2 separate regions of the Mus musculus genome follow, and region 1 is linked to region 2. Evidence: chromatin contacts called from public ChIA-PET data. All regions are on one chromosome and are shown on one strand. The core of a region is the stretch at or near the end of the contact, and the rest is flanking DNA. Distances in the headings are between cores, read along the strand shown. Region 1 overlaps Chaf1b (chromatin assembly factor 1, subunit B (p60)). Region 2 holds the start of Dop1b (DOP1 leucine zipper like protein B).

Region 1 (7,233 bases), core at 33-2,532, 200 kb before region 2:
GCCAAAGGTTTGTGTCCAAGATCCTGTCAAGTAACAATCAACATCGGGCTGGCGAGATGGCTCCGCGGGTAAGAGCACTGACTGCTCTTCTGAAGGTCCTGAGTTCAAATCCCAGCAACCACATGGTGGCTCACAACCCTCCGTAATGAGATCTGACGCCCTCTTCTGGTGTGTCCGAAGTCAGATCTCATTAGGGACTGTAGCAGTGTACTTAGATATAATAATAATAAATAAATCTTAAAAAACAACAAAAAAAATCAATATAACCACCATAGAAGGGCTTAAAAAAATGGCGTCTTGCCCGGCACTGTGGAACACGTTGTTAATACCACCGCTCAAGAGGCAGAAGCGGGGGGGGGGGGGTCTTTGTCAGTTCAAGGACAACTGGGATGACATAGAAATATCCCACCTCAAAAAAACCTCCAATAATAATAATAAACCATAATAATAATAAAACCATAATAATAATACAAAGATTAAAAATGGCTTCTTTGCTGTCTTCTTTCAACTAGGGAAGCTGGCAGAAGCCCATGGGACATTAGGAGCTCTTATAACGCTTTTGTCTGAACTGTTGTTGAAAGCTCTGTGATTTTAAAAATAAACTCATCTTTTTTTATCGGGCATATTTATACATGACCTATGTCCTGATATTTTATTAAAACTTACATCGGCATTTCTAACAGATTGGTGTGATTTGGGGGGGGGGGTACATTTGTAAGTACATGTGTGCAAGAAGAGAGGGAGGACCCAGCTCTGGCTGGAGAAATAAAAGGAGACCCTGGGAACGCAGAGGCCCCAGGAGTAAGTTCTCAGACTGCTGTGGAAACCACATACCCAGCTGTGACTTAGGCTGAGCCAACCAGAAAGGTGTGACATTGAGCACTGAGCAGCCAGCTGCACCTCACCTCTCTGTGCCCCTGTGCGGGCTGGGTTTATGTCAACTTGACAAGAGTCATCTAAGAGGAGCAAGCCTCAATTTTAAAAATGTCTCCATGAAGCCGGGCGTGGTGGCACACGCCTTTAATCCCAGCACTCGGGAGGCAGAGGCAGGCGGATTTCTGAGTTCGAGGCCAGCCTGGTCTACAAAGTGAGTGCCAGGACAGCCAGGGCTACACAGAGAAAACCTGTCTCGGAAAACAAACAAACAAACAAACAAACAAACAAAAAATGCCTCCATGAGATCCAGCTGTAGGGCATCTTTTTAGTGAGCAATGCAGGTGGGCCCAGCTCTTTGTGGGTGATGTCACGTGCCCTCCCCCAACCTTGAGTGGGCTGATTCAGACCTTGTGTTTGCCACAGCCGGGGTGGAGTCTTCCGACCTAGCTAAAGTCTATTGTCTGCCACACCTGCAGCTTCCTGCAAGAAGCCACTACCTGCAGAGCAGCCTCAGCTGGCTGCCCTGCCGAGATCCTGACAAGGGAACAAGATCCTGGCATATGGGGGATGGGTTTCCCCCCTTTTTGAGTTCAGACTCAAAAGTAAATATTGAGCCTTGATCAGAGAACTTTGTCTCGCTGTCCTTCCCATCCATCCACAGCTTTCCTTTTAGGAACCCAGGAGCCCGTGGCCACTGGCGGCTACAATGCCATCCCTGGGCTGGTGTTCCTGGGTTTTATAAAAAAGCAAGCTGAGCAAGCTAGGAAACAGCACCCCTCCATAGCCGGCCTCCAGGCTCCTCCTCCCTGAGAGAAGAACAAATGGGCCTCTCCTGGCTCCATGGTGTCTCTTGGGCTGCAGAGACAGTTCCCTCCACCCAGGATGGGGAGCTGGAAAGTCTGAAGGTCCCCTCTCCCCAAGGATGTTTAGCCTGGAAAAAAAGGCCAATAGAAGTGCAGGCAGCTGCGAGGGGCTGCGGAGGGAAGGGCCTGCTGTGTGAGAATCAGCAGCAGGCACAGATTGACCTACAAGTGCTTTGGGTCGTATGTATGCTCCAAGGGGCATCGGGATGTGGGGATTCTACTCAAGGTGACCCAGGAGGCCAACCAGCCGGACTCAGGCTACCATCTGCTCTCTGGTCCAGGCTGGTTTACCTCACTGAACCTCGCGCACTTGCTCAGTTCCCAGCACTGGCCCGAGTTGGTAGCTAATTTGGGAGGTTGAGTTGGAGAGTTTTTAGATGCAATTAAGGGTTAAATCCCTGGAGGTTAATGGTACCCACTGCCTCTGCAGAGGGTCCCAAGTTTAGTTCCCAGTTTCCCCCAAGGCAGCTCATCACCACCTGTAATTCCTGTTCCAGGAGATCAGACACCCTTTTCTAGCCTTCCTGGGCACCCATGTGATCCACATACATACATGCAGGCAAAACACTCATGCATAGCAAATATTCTTAAATTTTAAAATTCCTCAAGTCTGAGCAAGCCATCTGGTGCAAGCAAGCATGGCGCTTTGGAACTGCTCCAGCTGCTGAGGGCTGAATTCACCCCTCCCCAGCCCCCGTCCAGGCAGGAGCAGAGCCTGCAGCAGCCGCCTGTTCACTACCAACCTACCCAGGTCTGTGTACACCCTTATCAACAGTTCTGTGGAGTCCCTCGGGTAGTTACATCTGGATGTGTTATGGAGTTACGGAGGCCAAAGATCCCACTTGCCCTTCAGTGGGGTGTCCTCCAGTTACCGCGCAGCTCCCCTAAGGGTAGCAAGCTCTCAATGCTGGTTGCCCTGAAGAGTGTGCTGTGCCTGGCTCACCCACAGTACCTGACTCTGAACGAGTGAAACACAAATCCACACAGGAACTGATGTTATCTTGTTTTCTGAGCCCATCCCACTGTGATCCAAAGGTGCTGCCACCAGATCCACAACTCTAGACAAGGGCAGGCTCAGACGGAGGGTCAAGCAAGGCAGCCAACCATCAAGCCCTCTGAGCGGAGTCAGTGGGCACAGTGACCTCCAGTGGCCATTGGAAGCACTGCATGCTCTCACTTGAATTTCTCATTTGTAGGACAGATGGCCCCTGTCTTCTCCTAGCCCTCCTCTCTACCAAGAGTGTAAAGTCTGTCAAGTGAAGGGATTAGGGTGCAGAGCAGGTTTCCCAGTCTCAGAAACTCATCCAAAAGAGGCCTTTGCCTAGCATAATACGCAGAGACCCATGGGAAGGGGTGACTGAACAAGGGCATGCAGGCTGCTACAGCGAAGTCAGCACACACACTTTTTCTATGTGAACCAATTCATGAGTGTTTATTTGGCCACCATCACCAGCCTTCGAGCTTTGGCCTTGCCTCCTCTGCACGCAGGTGCATAGCAGGCTCAGACAGTCTTGGAAGAGTCATCAGGGGCCAGGTTTTGGGCATCTCCTTCACGTTCCTCAAGCCTGGGTCTCTTCAGTTCAGGAGGCTCCTCCGGTGGCTCCCCAGGAGCCTCTGAAACATTGACAGACTTAAGGTTAGCAAGCAGGGAGGGCTTCTGTGAGTCAGGGTGACATGAAATAAGGAGGCAAGTGGGGCTGGAGAGATGGCTCGGCGGTTAAGAACACTGACTGCTCTTCCAAAGGTCCTGAGTTCAAATCCCAGCAACCACATGGTGGCTCACAACCACCCGTAATGAGATCTGATGCCCTCTTCTGGTGTGTCTGAAGACAGCTACAGTGTACTTACATATAATAAATAAATAAATCTTTAAAAAAAACACACACACACACATTAAAAAAAAAAAGGCACAAGTGGCCCAGTGAGACGCTGACTACAGCTAGGAGGAATAATGGATCTACACAGCTGGTTCTCGTGTCAAGAGACAGACGTCTGCGACACTGAGGATGTGACAGGGTAAGAGGTAGGTAGCATCAGTGTGTAAGAAGTGGCTGTTCTTCCAAAGGTCCTGAGTTCAATTCATGGCAGTTCACAACTGTCTGTAATTCCATTTCCAGGGGATCTGAAACCCTCATACAGACATACACGAACACCAGCATTTAAAATAAACAAATAAATAAATAGGTGGCATCAGGGATGCTATTAATCCCTCTACAACACTAATCATCTGCCCCAAACACAAGCTGTCATGAAGTGGGGAGACCCATCCCTCCAGAAACCACGACTGCTCAGTGCACAGGGTTACTTTCCTACGTTTGTCCAAAGGACGGTCCCAAAAAGACAGTCTGGCCTTCCGAGAGCTGACCTAAAGTCAGGTGTGTGTTAGCTTCCAGAAGAATACATCTCTAAACCCTCCCTTACCTGGCTGGACCTCTTCTGTGGAGGGGGCGGTCCCGCTATTGGGCTGTGGATTTGGCACAGTGTCTGTTTTCAATGGTGTTAAATTTATTCTCCTGGATTAAAAAGAATAAAAGGTTGGATCGCTCATTAGTGTCCGAGGAGCCGTTTAGGTACGAAGCCAAGGTTCAAAGCTGTAAAGAGAGAGAGCTACTCATTTCCCTGCAGAGCATATCACGCATGGCCTTCAGTGTCCTCCGCCTGCCCAGAAAGGACAGCATGGAGGTGGGAGGCCGCATCACAGCCACAGTCAATGTTCACCACACCCAGTCACACTCAGAAGCTGAGCTCTGCTGAGGAGTCCAGTACATACCTTGCTGAATGCGGACCCAAACCACACTCAATCCCGTTTTAAATTTGGAGTTTGGCTTCCCAACAGCCAGTGTTTTTTTGTTTGTTTGTTTGGTTGGTTTTGGTTTTTCGAGACAGGGTTTCTCTGGCTGTCCTGGAACTCACTCTGTAGACCAGGCTGGCCTCGAACTCAGAAATCCGCCTGTCTTGGCCTCCCGAGTGCTTGGATTAAAGGCGTGCACCACCATGCCCGGCTCAGTGTTTTCTTTTTAAAGTTACAACTGTGGAGAAATTGGTAAATGGCTCAGAAGAACTCAAGAGAATTAACTGAACACCAAAAATAGCCAGGCGTGGTGGCACACACCTTTAATCCCAGCACTTGGGAGGCAGAGGCAGGTGGATTTCTGAGTTTGAGGCCAGCCTGGTCTACAGAGTGAGTTCCAGGACAGCCAGGGCTACATAGAGAAACCCCGTCTCGGAAAAACAAAACAAAACAAACAAACAAACAAACCCCAAAATACCTCAAAAATACCTCACCACCCCTCAAAGAAATAGAATATTAAAAAAACACATCTTGAGCCAAAGGCGGTGGTGCACATCTTTAGCCCTGGCACTCAAGGAGGCAGAGGCCTCTCTGAGTTCAAGGTCAGTCTTGTCTAGAGAATGAGTTCCAAAATAGCTACAGCTATGTGGTAACACACACACACACACACACACACACATCCCTACCCTCCCCCTAAAAAAACCCCAATAACAAAAAAATCCCAAACAAAACCCCATGATGGGTTGAGTGATGGCTTAGTAGTTAAGGGTGTTTGCTGCTCTGCCAGAGGGCCTAAGTGCAGTTCCCAGTACTGTGAAGACAGCTCTAGGGAACCGACACTCTTTCCTGGCCTCCAAAGGTACTTTCGTGTATGTGCACACATGCAAATATGCACACACAACATTTTTTAAGAATGCATTCCTGAGCTAGAGAGATGACTGCTCTTCCAGAGGTCCCGAGTTCAATTCCCGCTGATCACATGGTGGCTCACAACCATCTGTAATGAGATCTGATGCCCTCTTCTGGTGTGTCTGAAGACAGCTACAGTGTACTCATATACATAAAGTAAATGAATAAATATTTCTTTAAAAAAATGCATTCCTGCCGGGCAGTTGTGGCACATGCCTTTAATCCCAGCACTTGGGAGGCAGAGTCTGAGTTCGAGGTTAGCCTGGTCTACAGAGTGAGGTCCAGAACAGCCTAGGTAGTACAGAGAAACCCTGTCTCGGAAAAAAAAAAATGCATTCCTATTCTATAAGAATAGACTTTGAAAGAGTCAACCATGATATTTGAGTTGTATTATGAATTCATCAATAGTTGGAAGAACATAGCAGGCCCAGGAGGCAAGGAGTGTGAGTCCAGCTGTACCTCACCAGCCCAAACCCCGCACACCCCCGACCTAGAGAATGAGAAGGAAGACAGACAGGTGGAGTAGGAGAGGCAGAGTCAGGGGACCACTAGGCATCCAAGATGCAGAAGGAAGGAAAACCCAGGCTGCCACCTGCTGGTGCAGAAGGACAAAGGCGGCCGCTACTTGGCCCAGAAAGGAACGCATGACCTCCCTCAGAGGTTATGGGATCAGAAAGGCTGCTCTCATGGATTTTTCCTGTGTGGAGATGGGAGACTGAGACAGGGTCTTGTAAATACTCAGGCGGCTCTGGGACTTACTTGTGGTTCAGGATGCCCCCAACTCACAGTAGTCCCCCTGCCTCAGCCCCCAAGTGCAGATAGATAGCATGGTTCCACCCGGCTTGGTCTCACATAGACTGAAACAACTGCTGAGGCTGGAGGAACCTCGGGCAGGGATGAGAGAGTCACGGCCAGACGAGGAGTAAGCTCTGGAGTAAGTGCCAGTGCATGGAACAGGGACGTCCTTACCAACGGGAAGCCTCAGAACAGTTGCGACCAAAAGGCTAAGTGCTCACGCCTGGAAGTGCTGAGGACTTGACCTGCACACAATGTACACGCCTGACAAAATATCACAATGAGCAGGCCAGCATGGCAGCGGCGCGGCGGTGGTTGTGGTGGCGGGGGTGCAGAGGCAGGTAGACCTCTGCTGAGTTTAAGGTTTACAGAGTAAGTCAGTCAGGACAGTCAGGGCTACATTGGGGGAAAAAAAGAGAACTGTCTGGAAAAAAATGAAACAATGTATCTCAACCACAAAATTATTTTGTTGCTACTTCGCAACTGCTATTTTGCTGTTAAGAACTGTAATGTAGCCTTTAATCCCAGCACTTGAGAGGCAGAGGCAGGCAGATTTCTGAGTTCCAGGCCAGCCTGGTCTATAGAGTGAGTTCAAGGACAACCAGGGCTACACAGAGAAACCCTGTCTTGAAACAACCAAAAAACAACAAAACCAAAACTGTAATGTAGGGCTGGAAAGATGCTCAGTGGTTAAGTGGTCCTGAGTTCAATTCCCAGCAACCACATGGTGGCTCACAACCATCTGATGGCCTCTTCTGGTGTGTCTGAAGACAGCCACAGTGTACTCATATACATAAATCAATAACTCTTTAAAAAAAAAAAAGAAAAAAATCGCAATGTTAAATACCTGATATGCAAGATTATCAGATAGGTAACCCCTGTGGGGTCCTGGCCTGCAGGTTGAGAACCCCTGGTCTAGGGGATGATGTTAAGTCACTGAGGGTGCCCTTGAAGGAGACACAGGGACACAGGTTCCTTCTCAGTGCTACCCTCCGGCCC
Region 2 (7,154 bases), core at 2,803-5,302:
ACACAAGCTCACTGGGCAGAGAGAAGCAAGGAAGCTGGATCTGCCTAATGGACAAAACTAATTCTAGGAGAGAAACCAACAAAATTATATCCTATGGCTGGCTGGTAATTCTGCATGCCCAAGGCCCCTCCCATCAATGGGCCTTTATTAAACCCAAAGGCGTGCTTTCAACCTAAGAGGTCCACTTAGCAATTCAGTCCTGTATGACTAGACTAGGAGACTGGAAACCCTTTCCACAAAAACCAAGTAAGAGGACTGGCAAGATGGCTCAGTGGGTAAAGTACTTGTTACAGGAGTTCTGGCCAGATGTGGTAAACAGGTCTGTAGTCATGGCACTAGGCAGTGAGACAAGAGAATTCACTTGAACTGAGAGTTCAAGGTTAACCTCAGAGACATGGTAAATTCAAGACCAAGCTAAGATGTATGAGATCCTGAGGGTCATGACACAGACAGACATACGTACAGTGAGGAGAGGGGTCATGAGATGCTGTGGGGTGGGGGATGGTGGGGAAAAGAAAGCATAAGCTTAGTGGAAACGGCCAGCCAAGCAAGATCATGTATTCTCTGACTCCATTTGGATGAAATATCCAAGGTGGGCAAGTCTCTCAAGATGGGAAGCAGGTTAGTGGTTGCCTGGGTGGACCAGAAACAGACAGACAGGGTCATTTTGAGGTCATGGAAATGTGATTATGGCGATCACTGCTCAACTCTGTAACTCCACTGAAAATTGCTGAATTATATACCTGGTGAATTTGATGGTCTGAAAATTATACCCAAATTAATGCTTTTTAAAAAAAACAAAAAACAAAAAACAAAAACTAAACTCTGAATTCTACCCACTCAGCACTCTCTTCCCTCATTTTCCCACACTGTACAAAGTGGCTCCTCTACGGCTCTAGACTTCTCCTTCCCTTCACCTACCACACTCACACTAGGTCCTGCTGCCTCTGCCTGTCCCCTCTGTCCTGCTGCCTCTGCCTGCCCCTCTGTCCTCTTCCTTTGTCTGTCCCTCTGTCCTCTGCCTGCCCCTGTCTTCTGCCTGCCCCTCTGTCCTGCTCCCTCTGTCTGTCCCTCTGTCCTCTGCCTCTGCCTGTCCCTCTGTCCTCTGCCTGTCCCTCTGTCCTGCTCCCTCTGTCTGTCCCTCTGTCCTCTGCCTGCCCCTGTCCTCTGCCTCTGCCTGTCCCTCTGTCCTGCAAGTGTCCAGTCTCTCACTCTCATTCTTCTCCCTCTCCCAGTTTCTCGCGTGGCACTCCCAGAATCCTCTTGTTGCCCATGTAAAGCTCTCCTCATTACCAATGCCTCCCTCATTCTACAAGGCTCCACCCTCTGCTCCCTTCACTGTACTGGGTGTGTTCCCAGAGAGACGCATCCCTCCACACTGCTGCTGCTGCTGCCTATGCAAATGAACCCACAAGATTCACTCTCGGGAGGACCTGTAAGCTTTTTTCTGAAATACTAGGTTTCTTGCTTTGTGAAAACAGGAGGAAAGGGTGGCGATCAGAGCAGCAGTGCTTTTATTCTGCCAAGTCTACAAAGTTGCTATAGCCACAAAGTCTATAAGCTCCCTGCACCCACCCCCACCCCCTGTTCCTCTAAGGAATTTTCAGTCTGAACTCCAATACAACAGCAGTCCTGAAATATCCCAAGCATAGTTTGTTTATTAAGTGTCCCAGAACAAAGATTCTCAAGCAGGACTGGGTCTCTAGTCTAACTTGAGGAACTACTTAAATAACTGCAGCTGAATAAGGCTGACATGAGGTGACAGAGGGTAGGCTAGAATACTGACTGAGTCTGGGCTGGGGAGGTGGCTCAGTCAGGTAAGTGCTGAGCACCTGAACCATCCCCACAACCCAGATAGAAAGGCCAGATGTGCTGGGTACACATTTGTAATCCTAGCACAGGGCTCTGTCCACCAGCCTGGCCTAACCTGGGCTCCCGGCTCAAGGAGAGACTTTGCCTCAAAATAAAAAGGATGTCTTTCCTGAGAAAGGAAGCCCAAAGATTGGCTGCAACTCACTCTCTCTCTCTCTCTCTCTCTCACACACACACACACACACATTCTCACACACTCTCATACACATACTCACATACACTCTTTCTCTTACACACACATACACACTCTCACACACACATACACACTCACACACTCTCTCCTCTCTCTCTCTCTCTCTCTCACACACTCACACACTCTCATACACATACTCACATACACACTCTCTCTCTCACACACACACACACTCACACACTCTCATACACATACTCACATACACTCTTTCTCTTACACACACATACACACTCTCACACACACATACACACTCACACACTCTCTCTCCTCTCTCTCTCACACACACACTCACACACTCTCATACACATACTCACATACACTCTCTCTCTCTCACACACACACACACACTCACACACTCTCTCTCATACACATACTCACATACACTCTCTTACACACACATACACACTCTCACACACACATACACACTCACACACTCTCTTCTCTCTCTCTCTCTCTCTCTCTCTCTCTCTCTCTCACACACACACACACACACACACACACACACACACACACACAGAGCTATCCGAGTCTGGTTTGGACAAGAGAGGAAAGAGGAAGGCAAGCTATCAGCAAAGGAGTCCTCGGAGCCCACAGGTGTGGACTCTCATGATGCCAGGAAGAGCTGCATCACTGAGACGGTGAGTGTCCAGGATGACAGAGAGCGCCTGGCTGCCCTTGGCAAGGAGGCTGTCAGCCAGGTATGAACAGGCAGCAGGTGCAGTTCTTTCTCTGTGAGGGCCCAATGCTGGCACAACTGCACAGGTAAGAAGCTCAGAGGTTATTCAAGCGAACCCCTTCAAAATACGGGCATGGGGAATTACAACACTACACAGTTTCTGTGTCAGCTCTACACTGATTTCACTTACGAAACACACTGGAGTCCCACAAGGGACATTACTGCCGAAAGATGGGGATATTAGGGATTAGTGGTAGGCATAGGATTCGGGCTCAGTTCTGTTATACAATGGCTAGGTCAACCTCTAAACAGCCCCTCTCACAAGCCATCTCCAACACCTATTTTTGTGAGATACAACCGCAGTTCAGTGGGCTGATAGCGCTATGGAGGCTACAAAAGATAATACGCAAAGCCCTATGCACACGTGCACCCGATACCTTTACCTTGAAACAGAAAGCATTCGTAGGAGTGCTCTCGCCTTACCCATTCCTAATTTCTAAGCTCAGGTGAAGACGCAAAAGCCATCTGCTGGATCCGGAAGTCGGTTGTAAACATGCTTACAAGGAAGGAGTATGATGAACACAGTAAAAGCCGACAATCAGCAGCCTTCCTATTTACTTGCTGATAATGTCCCTGCTTCTACAGCGCATCAACCCTCTTTACCAACTGGCCCAGTTTTGAATTCGGTCTTTTACACTGAGATCAAATAGCACTAGAGGGGGGAAAAAAAGCAAGACACCTGACACTTCACAGGAATAGCTTTTAAAGGTGGGGTGTCCTCAACAACCCTACACAGGCTTCCCGAGATGGGGACTGCTGTCACCGGGTGAGCACCTCCTCCGCGGCTTATCCGCCGGCGCAGGGGCAGGCTGGCTGGTGCACGCCGGCTGCTGGGACACCATTAGGGAACCTGGAAGCCCTGCCCAACAAAGGCTGAGCTTCCAGAACGGCCCTGGGCCGGCTAGGCTGACAGCGGTGGCCATTCGACCTCCACCTGCGGCCCGAGGCCCGCTCGCACGGACCCTGCCAGGCGCAGAAGGCCGGGTCTGAAGCCCACACCCACGCGCGGCCGTACCCGCACTGCAGCAGACGCGCCACCGCCCGAGCTCTACGCCTCTGCCGCTCCGGGCCCGCGGGGACCACACTTACCGGCGGCCGCGGACCTCGGCGGTGGGCGTGGGACGGAGCCCGTCGGCTGCGGGACAAGGCGGCTCTGCGCTTCGGCAGAGACCTCGAAGGCGGAGGTATCGCTGCGCCTCCGCCCAGCTGCCGCCACTCCCGGGAACTGGGCGGCTGGGGGCGGGGCCGGAAGGCGGGACCTCGGGGGGCGGGACCTGGAGGCAGGCCCTCGGCGTGGGGCGGGGTCCTTAGCGGTGACTGGGAGGGGCCATTGTAGGCGGGGTCATGACGTTGCGCGTGAACGGGGGCGGAGCCTTAACGGTATGGCGGCGCCTCTCTCCTCGTGGGCGGGACTCTAGGCGTGTGGGCGGGGCCTTGGTGGCGGGGTTGGTTTGGCCTCTGCGGCGTGGGGCCGCGCCCTGGTCAGTCACATAGGGCGGAGAGCGAAAGAGGAGACTTGGAGGCGGAGGGGTTGGGGGAGGGGTCTGGCAGAGTGGGTGGGGCCTCGGTGCTCAAGGCGGGGCTCTGGACGCGTGGAGCTGCCAGTGGACCGATGGTGGGTGGGGTCTCTGAGGGCGGGGTTTTTGGGGCTGGAGGCTGGTCTAAACTTGGGGGGCCAGTGGTGGGCGTGGCCTTGCGATGTAGTCGGGTAAGGTCTCACATAAACAGGCAGGTAAAACCCTGGGCTTGGGGGGTGGGTATGGGGAAGGGGGCTGAGTATGGGGAACCTTTGGGATAGCATTGAAAATGTAAATGAGGAAAATACCTAATAAAAAAAAAAAAAGAGAAAAAAAAAAAAACAACAACAACAAAAAAAAAAAACCCTGGGCTTTCCGGACTCTGGGAGCAGGGCCTTCCCAGTGTCGTGCACCCTTGGGCTTTGCGTCAGGACCACACCCACAATCTTCATCGTGGGGTGGAGGCAGGAAGAATCCCAGGTAACAGGAACAGAAGGCTTGGGGGTTCCGGGTTAAGGTGTCCATGCATCCTCGAAGAGTGATGGGGTCTGGGAGCTGGCAGGATTCACTCTGACATTGACCGTGTCTTGATGACGCCAGCAGCAGCGCTGCCAGATGAAACAGCGCCTTCTACCGACTAAGGTTATTTCAGTGATAGCCTATTCCATGAAAATTTTAGAAAGAGCTATCTAGTGCTGGCTAGTTTTATGCCAATTTGACACAATCTAGAGTCAGCTGAAAGGAGAGAACCTCGATGGAGAAAATACTTTCATAAGATCTGGCTATAAGCAGACAAAACCTTATTTTCTCAATTAGTGATTGATGGAGAGGGCCCAGCCCATTGTGGGTAAAGACATACCTGGGCTGGTGGTTCTGTGTTCTTTTTTTTTTTTTTTCTTATTTTTTTTATTACATATTTTCCTCAATTACATTTCCAATGCTATCCCAAAAGTCTCCCACACCCTCCCACACCCTCCCCTACCCACCCATTCCCATTTTTTGGCCCTGGCGTTCCCCTCTACTGGGGCATATAAAGTTTGCCTGTCCAGTGGGCCTCTCTTTCCAGTGATGGCCGACTAGGCCATCTTTTGATACATATGCAGCTAGAGTCAAGAACTATGGGGTACTGGTTAGTTCATAATGTTGCACCTACAGGGTTGCAGATCTCTTTAGCTCCTTGGATACTTTCTCTAGCTCCTCCATTGGGGGTCCTGTGATCCATCCAATAGTTGACTGTGAGCATCCACTTCTGTGTTTGGTTCTGTGTTCTATAAAAAAGCAAGCTGAGGGCTGGAGAGATGGCTCATCAGTTAAGAGCACTGATTGCTCTTCCAACGGTCCGGAATTCAAATCCCAGCAACCACATGGTGGCTCACAACCATCCGTAATGAGATCTGATGCCTTCTTCTGGGGTGTCTGAAGACAGCTACAGTGTACTTACATATAATAAATAAATCTTAAAAAAAAAAAAAGCAAGCTGAGCAAGCCAGTAAGCAGCACCTTCCATGGCCTCTGCATCAGCTTCTGGCTCCAGGTTCCTGCCCTGCTTGAGTTCCTGCCCTGACTCCTTCAAAGGTGAACCATGATATGGAAGAGTAAGCCAAACCCTTCCTCCCCAAGCTGCTTTTGGTTGTGGTGTTTCATCACAGCAATAGTAACTAAGACACCATCCAAATCTATTTAGTAATTGCTTATAAAGCTCAGTGAATATTTTTTCTGGGAAAAATAGATTATATCAGATTCCAAAATAGATATATCCAGGAAGGCAAGTAGGCTAATCGGGTAAAGGCACTTGCTGCTCAGAGTTTGATTCTTGGATAAGAAAACCAGCTTCTAAAAGCTGTCTTCTCACACACACACATACACACACACACTAAATGTAAAAAACAAAACAAAACCCAGATGACAACCCTAACAGGAAGGGTTATGTAAATGGCTGAAGTCTGGTTCCCTAACTTTTATTCCATCCATCTGCTAGATACAAGTACTCTAGTCTTCTCAGGAATGGTTTTTATGTCTGGTCTTGAAATGGAAAGGGTGGGGAAGCAAAGAATTGAGCCAACTTAACAGGAAAACATTAATTTCAGTAAAGTTAACTTCCCAGTGAAGGTTTGATAAACTCTCATCTCAGAGCTTAGACAAAATGGCCAAACAACAATTGGCATGTTTTGTTGTTTGTTTTGTTTTGGCTTTTTGAGACAAGGTTTCTCTGTAGTTCTGGCTGACAGGGAAGTAGCTCAGTAGAGCAGGCTGACCTTGAACTCACAAACATCTGCCTCCTGAGTGCTGGGATCAAAGGTATGCGCCACAGCACTCAGCTAGGTTTTTTTTTTTTTCCCTTGACAGTCTTCAAGGTTTAACCAGCTCACAGCCCACTGAACAGAGGGAATTGAATTGTGTTATAGCAGTAATGAGAAAGCCCACCCACTTGGGCCAAACCTAACATATACAAATCTGTCACGGCACAGTGCCCTAGCTGGGTTTCCGTTGCTATAAGAAAACATGGTGACAAAAAGCAATTTTGGAAGAAAGCAGTTTATTTTGCTTACATGTCCCTAGCACAGTGTACCGTGAATTCAGGCCAGGCAGGAACTTGAGGGAGGAATTTGGAGACAGAAACTGAAGTAGAGGCCATGGAGGAATGCTGCTTACTGGCTTGCTCAGCTAGCTGTCTTATATTTTCCAGGATCACCTGCCCGGGTGGTGCCACCTCCAGGGAGCTGGGCCCACGTGCATCAATTATTAATCAAGAAAATGCCCACAGACTTGCCTACAGGCAATCTGATGGAGGCTTTTCTCAGATAAGGCTCCTCTTCCCAGGTACATTGACGTTTGT

Evidence for each region. ChIA-PET counts read pairs in DNA pulled down with a chosen protein or histone mark.
Region 1: an RNA polymerase II ChIA-PET map of memory CD8 T cells shows a contact between it and region 2, with 88 read pairs. The contact joins the enhancer-like site here to the promoter of Dop1b in region 2. A contact is called at or near these places in 1 of 39 promoter capture datasets (pre-B cells), 2 of 484 Hi-C or Micro-C datasets (bone marrow-derived macrophages and embryonic stem cells), 3 of 115 datasets of contacts at active chromatin or transcription factors (embryonic stem cells, memory CD8 T cells and pancreatic cancer cells) and 4 of 9 other capture datasets (adipose tissue, embryonic stem cells, liver and 1 more).

The regions. Positions count from the first base shown.
Region 1 is chr16:93,902,025-93,909,257 of GRCm38.p6, reverse strand. Chaf1b (chromatin assembly factor 1, subunit B (p60)) reads right to left here. Exons shown (of 14, transcript NM_028083.4): 13 at 4,161-4,252; 14 at 3,152-3,353. The coding sequence ends at 3,241. Among named protein-coding and RNA genes, the nearest start is that of Chaf1b, 22 kb to the right of the region's middle. Within about 2 kb of position 1,282, at least 63 of the 459 cell types and tissues checked have an H3K27ac peak or open chromatin away from gene starts, as enhancers often do. A contact at or near this core is called in embryonic stem cells and memory CD8 T cells, where this site is marked.
Region 2 is chr16:93,708,805-93,715,958 of GRCm38.p6, reverse strand. Dop1b (DOP1 leucine zipper like protein B) reads right to left here and starts at 4,052. Exons shown (of 37, transcript NM_027293.1): 1 at 3,891-4,052. It overlaps Gm41501 (a long non-coding RNA gene), which reads right to left. Exons shown (of 3, transcript XR_876265.3): 3 at 6,327-7,154.